Linked DNA regions of Triticum aestivum: region 2 is linked to region 1. A link is a contact called in public Hi-C data. All regions are on one chromosome and are shown on one strand. Each heading gives the region's core, a stretch centred on a gene start, on an enhancer-like site or on the middle of the called end of the contact. The rest is flanking DNA. Distances are from core to core; before and after follow the strand shown.

The links. A called contact is a pair of places that touch in the nucleus more often than the background predicts.
Region 2: a Hi-C map of leaf shows a contact between it and region 1, with 10 times the contacts expected there. The contact joins the promoter of LOC123085532 here to the promoter of LOC123085525 in region 1. A contact is called at or near these places in 2 of 5 Hi-C or Micro-C datasets (both in leaf).

Annotation. Positions count from the first base shown.
Region 1 is chr4A:118,984,944-118,991,206 of IWGSC CS RefSeq v2.1, forward strand. LOC123085525 (two-component response regulator-like PRR73) reads right to left here and starts at 4,693. Exons shown (of 8, transcript XM_044507178.1): 1 at 4,502-4,693; 2 at 1,737-1,898; 3 at 1,484-1,617; 4 at 1,165-1,347; 5 at 607-787; 6 at 117-525; 7 at 1-35. The coding sequence starts at 1,812.
Region 2 is chr4A:119,591,638-119,597,486 of IWGSC CS RefSeq v2.1, forward strand. LOC123085532 (thioredoxin-like protein AAED1, chloroplastic) reads left to right here and starts at 3,301. Exons shown (of 9, transcript XM_044507185.1): 1 at 3,301-3,639; 2 at 3,748-3,898; 3 at 3,986-4,031; 4 at 4,415-4,474. The coding sequence starts at 3,447. It also overlaps the pseudogene LOC123085529.

The sequences.
Region 1 (6,263 bases), core at 3,443-5,942:
CCCCACCTTGATCGGAAGCCATGGGAGTATGGTACCTTGCAAAATAAAGGACAGTTAGTACGCAACTTATTACTGTGTTCATAACTTAGTAACTATAGTGATGTTATGCTTTGCACCTGGTGAATGCTGAGATATTTGATCTTTTCAGAATACTTCGTTCATCCTGGATTTCAGTTCCACATCTAGTTGTTTCCGATATCTTCAGACCCAGCTCTTGGGATGGCATGTTGATGGGAGAATCGTTTTTCATTTCATTCCCGTTTGGCATCTTGGAGGAGCAGTCAGGTGCATCAGTGATTCTAGCAGCCTGTTTCGATTCTGTGTTTCTGGCTATTGAACTAATCAAATCAGCAGTTTGACTAGTTGGTTTGTCGATGACTATTTTGTTTACTGACTTGTTTTGACATGTGAGATTCTCATGCTGTTTTTCTGTTGGATTAACAGACATCTCATTTGGAGAAGATTGATACCCAAGACTTGAATTTCTAGGAGCGCCTATTTCTAAGTATTTCCCCATGGAGTCATCTGCATAAGAAGTGGCAGTTGGTTGACAGACAGTAAAAGGTGTATTTACTTTGTACAAAGGATACTGTTAGCATAAGATACCATTATTTTCTTTTTGATTATTGATGTTCCTTTTATTTGCAGTCGGCAACCACCTATTGCTGCCTATCTCTGATCTGGGGTGAATTACTTGCGCACAAGTACTATCAGGTGAATCTGCTAGATGATCAGAAGACACAAGTTGTGGGCTATCAATCTCCACAGCACGCTTCGTCCATGAACTCTGCATTTTAATATAGATCGGTGGCATGAGAATAGATTTCCAGAAGAGATTTCTTAAAAAACATTAGCACAAACGCTATCATTTTGTTACTCAGTTCTAAGGGTGGACTCAGGGTGAGACGTTAGAAGGTCTAAAATGCCCACGGTGAATCGGTCTAGGATCTGATCTGGGGTGAATTACTAGGAAGTACAAAGTATGTGCACGAAAAACTTGTACTTAACACATAGCTTTTCAACCAGCAGAGGTATTAATCCTATTAATTTTGGAAGAGTCAAACATTTGTTCTGAGTAGTATTCAACTAATACCCTTTATATTACATCTATCGCAATCTTCTGATGAGTAAGAAGTACCTTCCAATTTTAAGTAACCGACGTACCTGAGTGCCACTGCCATTATCACTGCCATCCCTAGCATTGGGCCCAACACTAAAGTCGTCATCAGCATCATCATCGTCATCGTCATCATCATCATGACTGCCGCCACTGTTGTTCTCATATTCATCACCAGCCCTCGGCTTGGAACATTTTTGTGTATGGATGCCACTTTCACTTCCACTGGACTAGATTCAGAAAAAGGCAAATTCCAGAGTGATAATCAGAGAAGATAAATAGGTAGGTCAAAGAAACTATGCCCTCGTGACTTTTGGGCTTGGTTTTCCGACATGAAATAAGCTAGACCAACAACAAGCAACTTACACTGTGGCATCGCCTCCATATATGCTGCCAAAGGGTCTTAAGTTCATTCTTCCGTATCGGCTTCACTAAGAAGTCAACTGCTCCCTTTGATAGACACCTAAAGACTGTACTCATCGAGTCATTCTTAGACATCACTGCACGGAAACAACATAAGCTTTAGAAGCTAAGAATATTTAAACTAAAAAATTAACAAGGACCAAAATAAGCGTATTAATCTGTTGGAGCAATGTGGTTGAGCAGGAAAGCTACTTACTGATCACAGGAATGCCCTTGCAAATACTGTGACTCGTGATCTTACTGAGTAGACCAATTCCAGATAGACAAGGCATGGCGACCTCAGTTAATACAAGGTCAATACGGTTTTGCACATCTTCAAGATATTGCCATGCATGCAATCCATTCTCAGCAGCGATAACTACAAAGGAAAGATATGCATTTTACAATCAATGGACTGACGTAATTGAAACAGTTTCAAAGAAAAGCAATATTGATTTAGCTTTCACCTTTGAATATAAAAGGAAAGGCATAATTCTAATAGGAGATAACATAATGTACTGAACAAATTAACAAACACATCAAACATACAATTTACATTAGGAAGATCCATGACACTTGAATAAAGTTTGTATTTACCCAATATGGGTGTGGCTAGGTCTCACTCGACTAAGACTTAACCAAGTTTCAGTCAAGTGACATACTCCCTCCGTTCCTAAATATAAGTCCTTTTAGAGATTCCAATACGGCTACATATGGAGCAAAATGGGTGAATCTACACTCTAAAATATGTCTACATAGGAAGAAAAAGACTTATATTTAGAAACGGAGGTAGTAGTATATAGGAAGAAAAAGGAATAAACTAAAAAGAAATTTTTTGCACAGATCTCCATGCAAGATCAAACAAATATAGCATCGACTGAGATATAACCAAGTCTCAGTCGACTGAGACCTAGCAAAACCGTTACCCAATTTAGTGCAAGAAACTACTCAAAGATAACTAGGCTCAAGTTTGCAAAGTTCCTAGCTTCAGCTAGCTCGTGAGAGTGGGGATAAGTAAGGCCTTGTAAAATCACTTCAGTTGCACTGATTTCAATTAGCAGCAAGACCAAATGTAAGTTGGCTATTTGACTTTTCTTTCTCGGTGTTGGTGCTCACCTTGGCATCTTTTTAACAAAGTTCCTGGCCATTTATACATTCATCCATGTTAACAGTTAACAAAACTATGCTGACTGATCAAGATTGACCATGCCCATCAACTGATGCACCAAGACAGGAGCATTCACCATCAAGCACCTTCTTCCACTGAAGTAAAACTAATAGCCAGATCAACTAATTGCTGACTGGGGAATTGAATGAAGATCTCATATTCTAAATACAGGTCGGCATCATGGTGTCTTTAGCTATGATCAATTAGGATGTGCCATCAAAATCATTGCTCTTATTTTAGCATGCGCGATGCACTCTTTTTCACAACAAGCAATTTCAGTTCCCCCTTTTCCACAGTAAGCAATTCCAGTATCCCCTTGTTCTTTTTTTTTTTGGAAAAGGAGGATAACCTCCAGCCTCAGTATCCCTGTATAAATGTTGTGATAGATGTATGGTCGCACTATCAGTTCAAAATCAACTCGAAGTGAAATCTAAAACCGAAAGAGAGAGAACAAAATACAACAACATGAACACTCTGGCCTCTAACAGACCTACAAACTACAAAAGATCAAAATCGAATTTAATAATTTACTTGAAACTAGAGTTTAAATTTGCAGGGCATTACCTTCATAGCCACACTTACGGAGCAGAGCACGGACAACATGTCGGGTACAGTCATCGTTCTCCACCAGCAAGACCCTTAGGGCTCCTTTGATTCAAAGGAATTGCATAGGATTTTTGAAGGATTTGAACCCTTAGGAATTTTTTCTGTGATGCTCGTTTGATTCGTAGGATTGACATCCTTAGGAATTTTTTCATAGGATCCATTTGTACTACATTTTGGAGGAAAATTTACATCCACTCAAACCTCTTTGTAGAATTCCTTTGTTTCTCCTGCGCTATCAAACATTCTTTCAAATTCTGTAGGATACTATGGGACATGCCATCCTATTCCCGAATTTTTCCTATTCCTTCATTTTGACAATCCTGCGAATCAAAGAGGCCCTTAGTGTCTCCACCGGCAGGAACTTCTCCCAGCGGATGACCCGGCCTTGCTGCTGCTTGTGCTCGTCCAAGCCTGGCGGCGCACTGTGCGTGCTGGGCCAGTCCTCTTCCTTGCTGCCGCCCCTCCATTCCTTGTCCTCGTTTGCCTTGAGGGCATGGCCATTCTCTAAGGCGCCGTTTCCAGTTCCCCTAATATCACTGGTGGAAGGTCCGTCCGCGCCAGCTTGACCGGCGCTCACCATCAGCTGGATCCGTGGCGTTTGCAACTAGAGACGGTTGACAAACGACGGAGCATGCCCTATGCTGGGTTCAGATATGGGCATGCTGCATCCAACTAGTGGAATCTGCAACAAGCACGCATGGATCAAGGTCGAATCTATCACGAGCATGAGAAATGCTTCGAATTATGGGCAGTTCGTCGGCAATTGACACGCACACCGTACGAAATTGGTAAGGGTCGGCGCGCGATGCCAATGTTTGGAGAACGGATTTATCGTACAAAATTGGTACTTACTAGTTACTATAGCAAAGATGAGCGCAATTTAGAGATTATAGGAGCTTAAAAGACTGAGGAAATAGTCTTGGTGATGAGATGAAATTAGACTGCATCAGCAGTACTCGAGCTTTCAACAGGACCAGACAGGTAAACCAAGCGTCAAACTCCCACCGCGACTCAACCCCGACGAGGCATCTCTGAAAAAGCGCCTCACGGCGCTCCACCTGTGCCGGATTCCGGCGGCGGGCGGCCGAGATCCACCGGATTCGGAGGTCGTGAAACCCCCGCCCCAAAATCAGCTAAAGCGAACCCCCAAAAAGGTGGGCAGAGACGAGCGCTCGCGTTGCCAGAGGGAAGGGCGAGAGGGCGCGCACCGTGGGGGGTCGAGGCGCGGGCGGTGGCGGCATGGGCGTGGGCGCGCGAGCTTTGACCCGCGCGTGGAAGTAGCCGTGGATGTTTCCCACGACGCGGCGGGGTGTTACGAGGACCACCGGCCGAGAGGTAAAACTGAGCCTGGGCTCTGTCTGGGGGGAGAGGAGAAGTGGTGTTGCTGAAGGAAGGAGGGGGAGAGGAGAGGGGGGAAATAGATAACGGGGTGACCCTGACGTGGAGCAAGTGGAGACGGGGAGGGCCGGAGGGAGCGGGTGGGCCCCGCGACCCGCCGGGATCCGACGAAATCTAAGGCTGGTCATAGTGGGAGTAACATAGGTAGTAACATAGATGCCACATAAGCAAAAATGATGATGTGGCAAATAGTTAATGAGGAGAGAGGCAAATAGAGTAACATAATATGTTACCATCACATAGCGGTTTCCAATGCATAATGAGTCTACAAAATAATAAATGAAGGCAACTATGTTACCACACTTATGACACTACCCACTATGAAGGTAGTAATATAGACTAGTAACATATGTATGTTACTAGTCTAAATTACTCCCCACTATGACCAGCCTAAAGCCGCGCGCTCCATCGGCCCGTCAGATCCGCCCCGGGGAGCCCCGACACGTGGAGCGTGGCGTGGGGCTCCGCCGCGGCCGGGGCGCTGCCGGGTGGGCTCGGGCGACGCACTTCGGTAGGTCGGGTTGGCGGCTACTGTAGTTGACAGTGGGCTCGCGAGGTGCGCCGCAGGAAAGATCGTCACGGCGTAGCTTTGTCACGTCTTCACGGCGTTTAGGCACGGCTGGTTTTGTTTTTTCTTTTTGTGGTAAGGAAAGGGATGGGATTGGAGGCTGGAGAGTGATCTGTGGACTAGAGTACGGTTTTACCTTTTCTGGCTTCGGTTTTTTTGGCTCAAAACAGGAACGCTTCGTCTCATCCACACGTTTTGAGACCTCATCCAATCGCCTTTTTTTTATACATAAAAAAGCATGTTTTCCTTGTTTCTAAAATAAGCTATTTCTTAATCAATCTGAGCCGCACACTTTTGAGCTTGCTTTTCTATTACCCGTCGGTTTTAAAATAAGTGTCGTGGTTTCAATTTAAATCTTTTGACTATAACCACTAGACTTGTTTTGGGACGGAGGCTTAGTTTACGGTTATTTAGTTGTGTTGTGCTAAGTTTCATTTATAGTAAATTGTTAATCTATAAGTAGTGATTCCCTCGTAGAAACAATCTATAAGTAGTGACCTCATATGCCTTTAACATATTTATATTTTTTATTGTTTCATGATATTATATTACCAATCTTGTATATTTTATATTATTTTATATTATTTTTGGGAATTAACCTATTAACCTAGTGCCTAGTGTGAGTTGTTGTTTTCTACTTGTTTTTAACTTTACAGAAAATCCATACCAAACGAAGTCCAAACACGACGAAACATTTGAGATATTTTTGGAACATAAGAGACCCTGGAAGTTTCGAGGGAGTCCAGAAGAGAAACATTGAGACGGCAAGACAACAGGGTGCACTGTTATCCTACGGGCTGCTCGTGGCTCCATATGACCTAATTCCAGTGTTATAAATTCCCGAATATTGGAAAACCCCTAGAAGCACCAACGAAACAACTTTTCCGCTGTCACAAATCTTTGTTTTTCCGCGATCCCATCTGGAGGTCTTTTCCGGTACTCTACTGGAGGGGAAATCGATCACGGAGGGCTTCTACATCAACTTTACTGCACCTCCGATGATG
Region 2 (5,849 bases), core at 2,051-4,550, 610 kb after region 1:
AATCTATTTCCTCTACCACTAATGTCAAGGCTAAACAAGTAGGGCCTTTAATTGAGATACTGAACTGAAATCCTTGAACCTGTACGAAAGCACGATTAAGTCCCTAAATCTGAAAGTAAGTTTACAGATCTACTAATCTGCAGTAAAATATGAGCCCATTTGATGGAGAAAGAATTTCTGGGATGCCCCAGTTTCTATCATGACACCAAACTATAGATTAAGATTTGATACTTCCTCTGTTCAGAAATATGACTTTTTAAAAGCGTGCTATACAATACGAACCCCTCATACCTGATATTCAAGATCATCAGCCGAAAAATATAAAGGAGGTTGATCTCCTTTTCCATTTCCAGGAAGTCCACCAGTTGACAAGATGTCACAAAGTACCTTTAAGATATAATTAACAAACAATTTAACTTATGCATGCCAACCAACTGAAAAACATAAACATGGCACTTTGCATACATGTCTATAGAAGAGGATGTTTACAACTCACGCAGTTACAAGGAAGATTGAAAAAAAATTGCTCAAGATTTTACAATAATGGAACATACAGTAGACTACCTGTAGATCTCTACCCAATCAACAGGGTCACTGACAACAAACACTCCTTTAACTCTCTCCTGGTAAACATCATATGGTGGATGCATTTTCTCAGACATAAAGTCTTTACAGTCTGGTTGTCCCACTTTCCATTTCTTGAAAGGAGCTAGGGGGTCAATTTCCTTAAAATGTGATGAATAGTCATCTATGGACAGAACCTTTCTGCACATAACAGACAATTCATGAGAAATACACACAACATAATTCACCTACGGTCGTAATAGCCTAAAAGCAACATTAAGGATTACCTAAACCCATACTCGGCCATCACTGATGCAGGCTCTCCTTTTCCAACAGCAACGATAAGATCATCTTCAAAACTGTAGTAACAGGAAAATGTTGTATATTCCGTTCAGGAATAAAAAATCATGGGTGAAAATCACAAACATTATCTATAGAACAGAACTTATAAAGACTACTTATGTACTTCAATGTCATTACCGCTTCACCAGATCTCCGTAAGGAGAATGGCCATGCACAACCTGCATCATCATCACAAAAATTTGCAGAAATTAACATAGAAATAGATGCAATATTCTTTTTCATTAAACTCTGTTGTGTTAGTTGTTAGTTAAAAGTCTGCTGTTGTGTATGACTGTTCATAAGCAATGACTAATGAGCCATGATGATAGTGTAAATACCTGTGCTGGAGAGATGTTAACTCCCAAAAGGTCACTTAATTCTAGGGCTCGTTTATGCTCTGGAACACCACCTCCTGCCAACAAATTGAAAAATCTTAATAACATCAATAAAGAGATTCAGTAATATAACTGAGAACTGGTAAGCATCACGGTGCCTCACTGTAAAAAGTACAAACCATTAAACATAGGATGGGTATGAAAAACTAACTGTTCAACATTGTAAAAACCATTCTTCTTATAGAAAACATTTTTCCTCTTAATTATCCAGATTGTTCAGCATTATTCTTGTCTAAGCAAAATACACAGGTCAACCTCGGCATTTCAATCTTTATAAGGCTGAATCCATGTGAGTTAAGATGATAATACAGATGGTGCCATGTTAGGGATGTTTTTTTAAAACCACATTATGCTAGTGAAATTTCATGAAATTAACACTACGAATGGTGTACTTACTTACTTACGAAGCCTTTGATCCCAAACAAGTTGGGGTAGGCTAGATATGAAACCCTTTCACGAGGACTTCCCAGGAGGTCACCCATCCTAGTACTACTCTCGCGCAAATGGGTTTCATACCCAAAAGACTGGCTAGTTTTTACGTTGGCTCGCCAAGCCTATCACAACCCTTAGATATGAAACTCTTTCACAAGGACTTCCCAGGAGGTCACCCATCCTAGTACTACTCTCGCTCAAATCGGTTTCATACCTATGGGACTGGCTAGTTTTTACGTTGGCTCGCCAAGCCTATCACAACCCTCCTCCTTTACCCGGGCTTGGGACCGGCTATGCCTAGAAGACATAGGCGGAGTTAACACTACGAATGGTGTAACTTTCATAAATAATTGCGTATGTGACCCCACAGGATTGCGACACACTGCCGCCACTGGCTACAATATAGTGGCATATATTGAAAAACATCACGCATGCAACTGGTTTTGTTGTAGTACAGGAAGATATCAAGCTCATTATAAGAGTTAAGCCAACATCCGGCTCGTTTTGGTCTAAACAACGGAAGCAATCCATCACTCTGTATAGAAATTAATTTGCGGCCATTGGAGATAAATAGAATGTGCTATAGGACATAGTAAACTACTCACCATTGGTTAAGAACAGAAAAGGAATCTTCAGGGTACCTGAAAAAGAGGCAACAAATGATGATACACAAGCTACTAAATAACACATGGTTATATTGCCAGCATGTATATTAAAAAACAACATACTGATGCAGCCTAAGAGTTCACCAATCTATTACTACCTCCCTGCAGTTTTGACCATTTACTTCCAGTATGAATATGTTAGTAAGAAAATTAGAAAATCATGTTGCTATGAAGTATATTTTGAAGATCTACTGGAGTTATTTCCACCTGAGCAACCTAAATATGTTTTATGTATTAAGTTATACTCCCTCCGTCCCAAAATAAGTGTCTCAACTTTGTACTAACTTTACTACATGTTCTCTAAAAGTCGTCTGTTTACAAACACAGGTGCACAGCTCAAGAATCGATGATCTGTAATCAAATTGACATGGTCCGCATGAACACCACGCCAAACACAAATCTAATGCCTATGACCTGTTTGATGAAATAACGCAAAGGCACGTGGCACACGTCGCCAATCCGCCGGCACAAGTACGGGCGAAACACTCCCTTCTAGAGTCTTACAAGCTAATTCAACCAAATGCAGTAGAGTCCGAGAAGCACGGGATTACCATCGTCGGAGTAGAGGCGTCGGATGGCCTGCGGCGAGCCCCCGATAGGGCTACGGCCGCGCAGGATGACCCCGTCGATGTCGAAGGCGATGCCGAAGGAAGGCCTCGCCGGCGCCGCGGCGCAGTGGGACAGTCGGCGGCCGCGCGTGCCCTGGAGCTCCGCCCGCGTCCGCGCCGCCGCGCGAGCGAGAGCGAGAGCGGAGAGGAAGCCCCTCATGCCGTCAGAGAACGCGACGTGACGTGGCGTGGCGAATTGTGAACTCTTTTTCTCGCAACAAAATAAGAGTTCCGGACTCTTTATTTCCGCGGTCGCTGACGTGCGGGCCACCACTCGTTGTGTGTGCCGCAGCACAAGACGTGGCGGGCCGGCGTCCCGCAGCAGCGCCGCGCCCTCTTCTTCCAGCTCCGGTTCCAAGGCTAGCTCTCGGGCCAGTGACAGCCGCACAACCGCCCGTTGGTCACCACCCAAACTCCACTCGCCACCGGCGCCCACCAACATGCCCGCGCACGCGCTGCTCACCGTGCCGCACGCGACCGCCGGCCCGCGACTGGCCGCACCGCTTTTCACCCCGGCCGCGACCGGGCCGAGCCTCTGCCGCGCGAACTGCCGGCCCGGCTCCCTCACCAACCAGCAGCAACGGCTGCGCCACCTTCACCCTGCCGCTGCGGCCACCAAGCCCGGAGCCATAGGTATCCGGCGTCCTCCGTCGCTCACACTGGTCGCTTCGGTGATGCTGCTCAGCTCGATCTGTCAAAGCCACACGCACGCGCGCTTAACATGATCGGCGCGATTCGCAGGGAGCGCCGCGGAGGCTGCTGCGGCGCCGGCGGAGGGGCTCGTGAGGTCGCTGCAGGGGGTGGAGGTGTTCGACCTGAACGGGAAGGCGCTGCCCGTCGCTGATCTGTGGAAGGATAGGAAGGCCGTGGTTGCGTTCGCCCGCCATTTCGGGTGGATTTCACTGTCATGTCAGGATAATTTGACGAGCTACGGTGATTATTTTGTGTAGCTGAGATGGTTGGTGCTGGTTGTTTGCAGGTGTGTGCTATGCCGAAAGAGGGCCGACCTTCTGGCGGCTAAGCAGGTTAATTCGATGTCTCATTGATTCCTTACTCTGTTAATTAGCAGTAGCACTAATGATAGAGGAGCATACGAAATGCCGTCAATTGCTCAAAGCTATACATTCTGCTGCTTGCCATTTGCCAAGGTCCCTTGAACAAAAAGGAAACTCTCTGTTTCAGAGGCCATGGGCAACATACTAACACCTGCTGAATGTCTGTTGGCTGCCCAGATGTTTCGGTAATTCGGCATAGCATGGCCTTCCTAAGTTAGTTAATGCTTGCAAAAGTCAACGTGATGCGTTCAGTTTCATTAGTTTATGTAGCTCCTGAATTCGGTGTATACCTTTTGTAAACCGTCCTTTTTTGTATTCTAATCTTAATATTTGGGCTTAACACCCATATCCAGGAGGCAATGGAGGCTGCAGGAGTTTCTCCTGTTTTAATCGGACCAGGTACTGTTGAACAGGTATGTGCTCTAGTATGAGAACACTTCATTTTTTTTTTGGTGTACTCGGTGATTATGAAATACAAAAGGCTAACGTGGAGGGTAAGGATAATATGTACTGGTGTTTGATGTGGTATTGTGGTAAGACACCTATTCCTGAAGTAACCACAAATCCACGATTGCGTTATTATCATGGTTTGATGGGCATATGCGATAGTGTTTAATACTACATATACTTTTATTCATGAACAAATTAGCATGTACTTACACTAGTGTAGTGTCAAAAACGTTCTTATATTATGCACTACTAGAAAAAACCCTATTAGTGGCGCACCTATTTTCGTTAGTAATGGCGCACTATAGGTGCGCCACTATTAACACGCCACTAGTAACAGATAGTAATGGCGCACCTCTGGTGCGCCACTACTAACCCTTAGATGCTCCGCTAGTATTCCCTCTAGGTGCCCCACTAATAGCCTTATAGGTGCACCACTAGTAATAAAGGAAGGTGCGCCACTAATAAGGGCTGAAATGCGCCACTAGTAATGTATTTGGAAAACAAAAAAAATCCAAATTTACAGAAAACAACCTATAAGGAAAAATAATTTAAAAACAAAAAATGAAATAGAATCATAATTTTTATTATAGTAAGAATATTACAATGTCTTTACAAGTATCCAATAAAAGAAAAATTACAAGGAAATAAAAGAAAATTCTAAAACTAATCTTCTAGTAATCTTTTCTTCTTTTTCTTTACTTTATCCCTGCAAAGAATGATAGAAATATGTGAGAATGAACATTGCAGAGAAGTGAAATTGAGCAATTATTTGCATCCGACATCGAAGATCTAAGATACCTTGAATCATAGACATGGGTCATTTCATGAAGCCAAGAGTCTATGCCATTCAGGATGCATACTTCCCTGTCACAAGAACTTAATTATTCAGTAAACACAGTCCTAAACTTGGAAAACCAGCAAGTTGAATATGCATGCATCTTACCTCCCTCGGTTGCTTCCAGTTAGTCACTTGCGATCAAGATGTCCCTTCCTCCTTCCATAGTTTGTTGACAACCTTCAATCCCTGATTAGATTAGTATAAAGGAAGCAGGTCAACAGAGGGGGTCTGAGTAGGAACCACAAGACGAAGTGCTATAGTTTATCAACATGGTCTGCTCTCAAAATCAATTTGGAATTCTCCAAGTATATTACTAAAATAAAGCTTCAGACTGCCACAAGTAAATTTCCAGGTACTACAAATTACAGCGAGTGATTCAGATAAAAAAAGAATGACTGGAAGATGGCATTAGTTGATGAATTTGCTCTGTGCCAGCCAACTTTGAAAACATAGAAGTGTACCTATACATACATAGGAAACAGGTCATGCATCCGCCAATA